2 separate regions of the Hordeum vulgare genome follow, and region 1 is linked to region 2. A link is a contact called in public Hi-C data. All regions are on one chromosome and are shown on one strand. Each heading gives the region's core, a stretch centred on a gene start, on an enhancer-like site or on the middle of the called end of the contact. The rest is flanking DNA. Distances are from core to core; before and after follow the strand shown. Region 1 holds the start of LOC123395514 (cyclin-A3-2-like). Region 2 holds the start of LOC123397516 (cytochrome P450 81Q32-like).

Region 1 (5,057 bases), core at 2,345-4,844, 200 kb after region 2:
ACTGTTCATAAGAATGCATTAGAAAAAGAGAAACATGTAATCATTTGTAACAAAGAAAAGAGGCAATTGTAGTGGAGATACAACAATCTGATACACCAATTCATTATGGTCCATCAAGCTGAAAAATGCAATGGACTAGTGCATGAACATTGCTTGCACTGTCATCTGTAAGAATACATGTATAATAATTTATAACAAAGGGGGGAAACACCAGGAAGCTTCGGCTACATCAGTTGCCATCAGAAAAAAAAAATTAAGGTTCCCCACACACAAAAAAAAGAAATTAAGGTGCCTCGCAAGTTACTCCGCTATCGATATTAGTAGTCCACAACTGCACATCCAGATGCATATGGTAAATGAAAAGCATGTTCAACGGTGTCTTATACAGCTCTACCTCAGTAATCAATTGAACCGCTATCGATATTGGTAGTCCACAACTGCAGATCCAGATGCATATGGTAAATGGAAAGCATGTTCAACGGTGTCTTATACAGCTCTACCACAGTAATCAATTGAAATTTACAATAAGCATAGCTTTGCACAGCAGACTAAAGAAACCAAGAACCATCCATCTGCAATCACCTGGTCTGCATATTGCTCAGTAATGTGTTTTGAATCTCAATAAATACTGTTTAGTGTGCCATCAAATTTATAAGCATATTCAACACTACGGTGTCTTATACAGCTCTACCTCAGTAATCAATTGAAATTTACAATAAGCATAACTTTGCACAGCAGACTAAAGAAAACCAAGAACCATCCGTCTGCAATCACCTGGTCTGCATATTGCTCAGTAGATGTGTTTTGGATCTCAATAAACGTTGTTTAGTGTGCCATCAAATTTATAACAAGTCATTCAGAAGTGAACACCTTATAGTCAGCAAATGGGTTGATCATTCATTGGAAATGACTCAGGCCTCTAGGATTTTTATTCAATAAAGAATGTTCAGCTAACAAGCTATCAAGATGATACTTACATAGTGAAAGACAAACATCATGCCAAGTACTCCCTCCATTCCTAAATATAAGTCTTTTTAGAAGTTTCACTAGAGGAGTACATATGGATGTATATAGACACATTTTAGATTGTAGATTCACCCAGTTTGCTCCGTATGTAGTCCCCTAATGGAATCTCTAAAAAGACTTACATTTAGAAATGGAGGGAGTATGATTATTCATGCAAGCTATGTTATTTAGGCCTATCTCTAATACAACCCCTTGGTAGAAAGGTAGGTCATAGGTACTGTAAGCACACTCACAGGTAATGAATCAAAAGAAAAAGAATCAGCAAAGGCAATGGATCAACATATATCAAACATTACAGATATGTGGCCAAACAGACCAAGGCACAATGTTCTAAGATATAATACACAAGTACAATTCTACAAAAGAAGAGAATGCCTGGCCTCCTACTTGTGATAAGCCTAGCTCCTAAATGAATTTGAAAAGCTCCTGGTTAGGCTTTAAAACCTCCAGCGTCTAAACAGCTTCCAGCATTCTAACTTGTCTGAGAACCTGCTCTGAAACTGTAATCCTCCCTTATCCCAAGGAGCTCAAGATGAGCTCGGAGTTATTAGCTTTACAGTGGAGCGGTCCAGGAACAGCTATTCTGTTAAGTCTTGGAAGTATGATGCAGGGATCTCGACAGGAGGAAGCAACATCGATACACATTTGAACTGTCGCAAATGATTAGAGTATTAGATCAAACAATACAAGTATAACAACATGAGAAGAATATTACATAACTGCTGGAGTTGAGCATACCCTGTGTTGCTTATACTTGTCCCGAATTGCTGGTAATGATGGACCTTTTCTGTTGAGCTGCAAATCATGTATGGCTATAATGCAATCCTTCAGCTCTGATGCCCCGTAGCCCGTCAGTTTATGCATTTCCTTGCCCTGCAACCACATAATCACAGGATAGCTTTAGCTTTGACAACTTTCAAATGTCGAAAGCAACATTCAAAGCTTTGACATTCTACGTCTCCACTCTTACCCAAGGATTAGTGTCTGGTCCAATGGTCAGCCTAGCAAGAAAAATTGATGAAGCTGCAACCACTGATGGCAAGAACCGGAGACAGCTGTAGTCCAGAAGACTCAGCTCAGCAAGATAGCTACCCATGAACTCCAGTAATAAGCTGGAGCGCTGTGACAAGCATGCAAAAATAACTTCAGGCATCCACACACATAAGCAGTTGAGGAAGAATTAAACCAGATGGGTCCAATATGGAGGATTTAAAGGATTGGTAGTAGTCACCTTCTTGTCTTCTGGTCCAGATCTTGTAAACCGCCTGAAATAAGCAAAACATGGGGGGGAATGCACAAAGATTCAGTTAGACACAGAATGAAAATAGGCAGAGATTATGAACTATTGGATCAGTGACAGTATGCCACCTAATGAAGGTCTTGATGGTCGGACTGCCTATCTCGAAGTTGAGGAGCTTGAGTATGTCGCTCTCCATGGTGAGGAGCTCCTGCCTGGTGTAGGTGTTGTCAGTGATGTAGCAGAAGTCCTCCACATGCGGGGGGCTGATCTCCTCGTACTTCCTGCAACCACCCCAAAGCCAACCCTACTCAATCAATCCTCAAAATCTCTTCGGACCCTTCAAGGCATTGGAACGGGAGGCTGCGCTTACGAGGCAATGAGCATTGCGGCGACGCCAAGGAGCTGCAGCCTGTTGCGGCTGAGCGGGTTGGCGGAGAGGAAGCGGTCGACATAGGAGACGGTGAGGTAGAGCGTGTCGGCGACGAGCTTGTACTCCTCGGCGACCTCGACGAGCCAGTCGATTAGGATAGCCCGCATGTTGGCCGTCACGTCGGTCTGCACCGTCTCGATGTAATCCGCCGCCGGCCGGCGCGGCGCCTCCACCTGCACACCCACATTTGGACGAACCAACGATTAGACCTCAGAGCAGTGGTTCCCACCTAACCCCAGCGCCAGCGGATCGAGGCATCCGACGGCCAGGAATGGAGATCGGGAATGGGAGTGCCGTACCTCCATAGTGCGGAGGTAGGTGTAGATGTCGGAGGCGTAGGACCCGCTGAGCTGGGCCTCGCCGCGGCCCCCGCCGCCGCTGACCTCCTCCCCGGCGGGGGACGGCGAGGTGGACGCGCACCTGCTCACGTCCCCGTGCTCGTCCTCCCCCTCGGCCGCAGCCGCGGGCTTGGCGGGCTTGGACGGCTGGCGGAGGGCGACCCCCGCGTTGGAGACGATGGGGAGCTCGCTGAGCGCCACCCGCTTCCGCTTGGCGCCGCCGGAGGGCCCCGCGGAGCAGGTGGCGGCGCGCTTGGCCGCGGCACGGGTGAGCCGGGGGCCCGCCGCGGGGGCCGCGTTCTCCTTGTCGGCCATGGTCGGCGGGCTGGTGCTCACCGGGGTAGGGCTTTGGGATTCGGTGCGCGGCGGGGGAGGTGGGAGGCGGGAGGCGGAGGCGGTTATGTAGAGAGGATTGGAGGAATGGGAGGGAAGATGGCCGCCAAAACACGCGAATTCGAAGAGGAGGAGGGAGAAGAAGCCCGCGCGGCGCTGGGTTGAGCTCTGGTCTGGTTTCGCTTGGTGGGATTGGAGAAATTTGGGGGATTTTGGGCGAGTGGAGCGCACGTGCTGGCGAGAGGTGGGCGGTAAAAGTTTTAAAATAATGCGGAAATCCCGCGGCGCCTGCCAGCTCCCCCCCTCCCAAATCGTACTGGGCCTTCCGCGTTCCAGCACGAAACAGCACACTCCTCCCAATAGGGTTTTTTCTTTTCCTGGCCCAGTATTCTTTCGGCCGCGAAATTGTATTTCGGTGGCGATGTCATCGTTGTTAAAATATTACTGTTCTCTTTCTTTTTGCGAGAGACTGCGAGTTTTTTTTCATGTGGTTCTTTATTTTATGTTTTTTGCAGGATAAAAGAGTTTTATTCCTCTGAAATAGTGTTACAATCTGTTAAAATAAGATGTGTGGTATTGTCTGGAACACGGCGCAACCAACAGATGGTGCTACCTCGAGAGCAACCTATATTAGCTAGACTATGAGCAACTTTATTTTAAAGACGATCAATCTTCTGCGGAATAAAACCACACGATTTCAAAAGCTTCTTGATTTCCATCATAAGATGATCGTAAGCAGATCGTTGGAGAGAGCCATCTGTAAGCGCCGCCACCACGATGGAGCTATCAGATTGAATCATTATAGGAAGATCAGAATGTTGCACACTGAAAGAGACTCCTTCGAGGACAGCACTCATTTCGGACTCAGGGGCATCCTTGCAATGGTATAGATAGGACTGCGCCTTCCGAGTCTGTCGGAATCATACATGAACCTGCCCTCTCGGTTTCCTTTACAAAAGCTCCATCCACCGATAAGGCCACCCAACCTAGAGGTGGTTTTGGCCATGGTTTGATTTCCTTGTGAATGAGAACCGAGCAGCTCGGCGTGTCGACTACGGGCATCTTCCATTTGAGTATGTCTTCCATACCATACCTTTGAGTGTGGCTATACGAACTCAAGTAGCTTAGGATGAATGATCGTGAGATCTCTGGTGGAGGGATCATCTTGTCATGAAGCATATCATTACGCAAACTTCAAATCCGCCATAGCAGGATAATGATCATAGCACGAACTTCCTCGTTGTGGTCGGTCAGGATGCCGAACAGACATTCCTTGCCCGTATCCACAAGCTTCTCCTTAGCCTGCAGCGGCCAGTCTTGTCGCATCAAATCCCAAAGCTCCAGATATTTTGGGCAGATCACCAGGGCATGGAAGGAACTATCCTCCATCGCACCACACACCTGACATGCAGCCTGCACTGGGATATGGTGTCTAGCTTTGCATTCATTTGTTGGCAACGCATCTACAACCACTCTTCACGCAAAGGAACACATTTTGTTTGGAACTTTGCCGTGCCAGATAAGGTTCCACCAAGGGCAATCTCCTTCAGACCTCGCGCTGCAAGCACCATTCCCATTAGTCTGCATGTGCTCTTGCATGGCTAGGTGGTAAGCGGACTTAACACTAAACTGGCCGAACTTACCAGGGAACCAGGATATGAAATCCTCCTCTTGACTTGGGGAGGTTCTG
Region 2 (4,975 bases), core at 1,130-3,629:
AGAACATTGTGGGTCGAACCACCGTTCTATAGAACTCGCCTTTTAGTTTTTAGTGGCACTCTCTTGTCACACAGAATGCGACAAGCTTAGCGTCACTTCATCCATCCAGTTTTAATTTGATGGTTTGTGTCGATATCCCCGTTCTTTTGAAACATTCACTCCAAATATTAAAAGATGTCCGTGTGAGAAAACCAAATCTAGAAAAAAACTAAAAACTGAAACCAAAAAGCACAATGAAAAGAAAAACAAAAAACAAAGCTAGGACACAATGCGCGAGTTTCGAATGGGCCGGCTCATTTTACTGTTTACTTCAGTGAAGTCGCGCCTATATGATGCGCGCGTCTTCAATGAAAATATAAGCTCGTCGACATGACCTAACCAAACATGACACATAAACCGTATAAATAAAGTATACTTTACCAGATTATGAGCCTTGACATTTGAGGTTCTAAATTCAAGGCTAAAGAAACAGACTACAAAATCTCTAGCTCTAGCAACCATTTCTCAAGTTACAACACCAAAACTAGCTCCGGTATACCTTTCTTTATAGCATCAATTAGCACCTTGTAATCCGAAGCAATCGAGATCCTTGGAAAATAGGTACCGATTATCTGCGAGAGTTTGAGCCTCTCTATTAGCGCAAAAACTTGAGGATTACTGATATATATATATATATATATATATATATATATATATATATATATATATATATATATATATATATATATATATATATATATATATATTTTAACGAAAGCAAAACGTTTGTTTCATTGATTAATTAAGAAAAAAAGAATTATTCAGTTAATTTATGGAAAAAACGAATGAAAATTGATACAAACAATTCATAAGTGTTCTATCCACAAAACACGAAACTGAAACCCTCGACACAGATTATTGATATTGTTGAAAGCCACCTCTGAGGCTCACCGGAAAGGTCTCGTTTCGTTCGTACAAATGGCCCCACAGCCCCGAAAGATCCATCTCTTTGTCACTGAAGCATCAACATTAGCTAGTTAGCGCGACGGAAGTTAACTCTAGCGTTCAATCCAATCCAATGGATCCAAGGCGTTTTGCTCTGCGGCATCTCCAAAGAGACGAAAAATTGATTCTACAGCGCATTACGCCGAGAAAGAGACCTTGACTTAAAAAGAGAAAAAGAAAACCTGAATCCAATTAGACTAGTATAAGAGTATCAAACGTCCAGTAATGCTATCCGATCATTACGTGGTCACAAAAATTCGATTTAGATGGACCTCTTAAACCTGTCTCAAACGTCCGGGCTGACCGACACACCTCATTTTCAGCTCAAATATAGGATGGATGTGGGGAGCCTGGACATGCCCGTCACGTCGGACCCGACAACCAGACCCGAAACCCTTCCTCCTCCTCCCGTCGTCCGCCAACATTTCCCTTGCCCAACCCCTCGCCGTCCGGCACCCTTGCTCTCCTTCGACACCACCTGTCCCGATCTGCCGCCATGATGTCTTCCACCCTGTCCTCGACCGTCGCGAGGGAGACGCAGTCCGCCTCGTCCGTCGACATCCCTTCCTCCGCTTTGTCTTGCAAGCCGAAGAACATCGCCCGTAAGTTACACCGTCACCTGCAGCGACAGAGGGAGACGGAGTTGGCTCAAGTTCCCACCAATTCACTGGATTGAACGATGATGATGATGATGTTGTCATCACCAATGAAAAAGGTACGGTGCCAAAGGATAATCGGTTACTCATGGGAACTAAGTGTGAGAAAGCAAGGATCTTCCGTGACGCCGTAGCTACAAAAATGGCGTCCATATGAAAGAACATTTTTCGGCAAGGGAGAGCAAGAAAGAGGAGAAATGCAAGCTTATGTGGGATGAGCAAAGGAAGAGAATGGAGTGGGATCAGACGAGGATAGAGAGGCGGCTTGGAGTTGAAGAAGCGAGTGGCGGCGATCAAATGGAACTAGAGACATGTCCGTTTGGTTGAATTATGACGTGTATGATTTTATATAAATTTAAAAGTACGGATATAAGGCACATGGATGCACATAATGAAATATGAAGAGCAATCTTGACGCGTCCACGGGCTTGTCCACATGCGTCCACCGGGGTAAGTCCGGCTGTAGATGCTCTAATCCTACCGCATTACCAATGATGAAAATGAAACAGCAGCTCATTGGTCCACGACCAATGCTACACATACATAAATTTATATGGATTTTAATACGTGAATTTTGATTGGAGATTAAGGAAATGAGGCCTGCACCCTCTTAAAAATCAGATAGCAAGTGGTTAGTTAAAAAAAATCTAATTAAATAACCTTCTATAACTCTTTGTATGTCTAGCATTTTTGATTGGTCCACGTGTGCAGACGATTCCCCATAAGTAAGTACCATGTGACGGTCATCCTCCACTCGGCAACTTCGGGGCTACTAGCCTACTACTACATGAAGATGACTCTGCCATAGCACTGTACGTGTCGTGGCAAAGGCCATGCGTTTGCTTGTCTCGAACCTGTCCACGCGGTGGTAGGGACGGACAACCGACGACACGAGCCATGGACGCCACGGACACGGAGAGAACGGCCAGCGGCGGCGTCTTCGTGCTCCTACTACTCCTCGTCGCCGGTGTCGTCGCTGTCTTTGTTAGGCTGAGGCGACGGTGGGGGGGCGGGAGCATCAGCGCGCCGAGCCCTCCATCGCTCCCGCTGCTCGGCCACCTGCACCTGCTCAAGAAGCCGCTGCACCGCTCGCTGGCCGCGCTCGCCGGGTCGGAACCGCTCCTGTCGCTGCGTCTGGGCGCGCGCCGGGCGCTGGTCGTGTCCACATACGCGGCCGCCGAGGAGTGCTTCACGGCGCACGACGCCGCGCTGGCGGGCCGGCCGCGGATGCTCGCCGCGGAGCACCTAGGGTACGGGCGCACCACCGTCGTCTGGGCCTCCCACGGTGGCCACTGGCGAGGCCTGCGCCGGTTCCTCAACGTCGAGCTCTTCTCGACCTCCCGCCTCGCCGCGCTCGCCGGTGACCGCCACGCCGAGGTCGCGTCCCTCGTCCAGAACCTGCTCCACGACGCCAACGCTAGCGCCGGGGGTGGGACTGTTATCCTCCGGCCCAGGCTCTTCGAGCTGGTGCTAAACGTGATGCTGCGCGCGCTCACCGCGCGCCGGCTTGCCGGCGACGTCCGTAGGATCCAGGAGATCGTCGAGGAGACGTTTGCGGTGAGCGGCGCGCCCAGCATCGGGGACTTCTTCCCGGCGCTTCGCTGGGTCGACCGTCTCCGCGGCGTCGAGGCGGCGCTTGTAAGCCTGCAGACAAGGCGTGACGCGTTCGTCGGTGCCCTCATCGATGGCCACCGGCGAATGCGCAATGCCGGTGGCCGGGACGTGGAGAAGAAGGGCGTAATCGACGTGCTCTTGGAGCACCAAGAGGCTGATCCCGGGTATTACACTGACACCGTCGTCAAGGGCATCGTCCTGGTGAGTAGCGTATTTTGCAAACTTCATGCGTGACACCACCACCACCACCGTGTGTGCCATTTGGCGATCTGTGACAGCAACATGGTACCGACATTCAGGTACTGCTCACCGCCGGCACCGACACATCGGCGCTGACCACGGAGTGGGCGATGGCGCTGCTTCTGAAGCACCCAGAGGTGATGCGGAAGGCGAGGGCTGAGATAGACGCCAACATCGGCATGGGCCGACTGGTTGAGGAGTCAGACATCACCAACCTACCTTACCTGCAGTGCGTTGTCAAGGAGACCCTCCGGCTCTGCCCTGTCGGCCCAATTATCCCTGCGCACGAGGCCATGGAGGACTGCACGGTGGGTGGCTTTCATGTCCAGCGCGGCACGATGATCCTCGTGAACGCATGGGCGATCCACCGGGACGCCAAGATATGGGATGCGCCAGAGGAGTTCAGGCCGGAGCGCTTCATGGATAGAGACACGGTCACCACGCCCATGCTGCCGTTCGGGTTTGGTCGGAGGCGATGCCCCGGGGAGGGGCTGGCGATGCGCCTTGTTAGCTTGACTGTGGCAGCACTCGTGCAGTGCTTTGAGTGGGATGCTGGTGAGGGCGACACCATCGACATGGCCGAAGGTGGCGGGCTGACAATGCCAATGGCGTCGCCGTTGGTGACTGTCTGCCGGCCCCGGGAGTTTGTCAAGGGTGTGCTCTCTGCTTCCACTTGGTGACTGACTGCGGACAGGTTTCTGAAGAAAAAGGGCATAAATCTGAATTAAAAATGTTTAGCAGTGGTGCAGTGGTGCCAGTGATCGTTGCGAGTAGTACTTGCAGCTAGATTCCTTTAGATGATACCGAACATTACAAGCCTTTTTTTTTAGCCTCTACTGAGTATACAAGTTGTAGCATATGTTTGAAGGCACACAGCCACACAAAATAGAAACAAAATGAAAGACTACCAAGGGAGCGCCAGCAAAATCAACAACCAAATTTTACAGAGACGGTAGCAATACAACCAGATGCAACAATCAAATTTTACAAAAGCGCTATAATGCAAGTTGAGAAGGTCATATAAAACTTGACGACGCGTTTGGTTCAGAAATTCGAGAAATGCTCTTCTGATTCAGAGATCGAAAATGCTCTGATGGTTAACATGAGTACTTGGATTCAGAAATCGACGCTTATTTTGGAGACAGAAATTGACGCTCTTTATAAATTGGTGATGTCAGGATACAAATACAATGGGCCTGTTTGATAGACGTTTCTAGGGAGACTAGCCTATGGAGTCTGGCACAACAAAGTCTGGCTAAGATAAAGGGAATGCCGAAACGACGTGCCTTCGCGCACGGGCCCTTGCAACATTTTTTTCATCCGCGCGCTTCGTTGATCAATGGATGCAACATTTTTCGTTTAAATATGTTGCAACCAACGTTATATTTGCTGCAAGTGTTTTCTTATTATTTTTTTGTCCTAGTAAAAAAGCTGCATGTACGTTTGGTTGCAACTCGAATTCGTCGGATTTTTTGTTTACA

What was found. A called contact is a pair of places that touch in the nucleus more often than the background predicts.
Region 1: a Hi-C map of leaf shows a contact between it and region 2, with 2.3 times the contacts expected there. The contact joins the promoter of LOC123395514 here to the promoter of LOC123397516 in region 2. A contact is called at or near these places in 3 of 6 Hi-C or Micro-C datasets (leaf and seedling).

The regions. Positions count from the first base shown.
Region 1 is chr5H:70,578,922-70,583,978 of MorexV3_pseudomolecules_assembly, forward strand. It overlaps LOC123395514 (cyclin-A3-2-like), which reads right to left and starts at 3,595. Exons shown (of 7, transcript XM_045090516.1): 1 at 2,996-3,595; 2 at 2,637-2,869; 3 at 2,395-2,547; 4 at 2,258-2,291; 5 at 1,997-2,146; 6 at 1,765-1,899; 7 at 1,285-1,676. The coding sequence starts at 3,349. The coding sequence ends at 1,605.
Region 2 is chr5H:70,379,957-70,384,931 of MorexV3_pseudomolecules_assembly, forward strand. It overlaps LOC123397516 (cytochrome P450 81Q32-like), which reads left to right and starts at 2,380. Exons shown (of 2, transcript XM_045092046.1): 1 at 2,380-3,455; 2 at 3,554-4,326. The coding sequence starts at 2,538. The coding sequence ends at 4,174.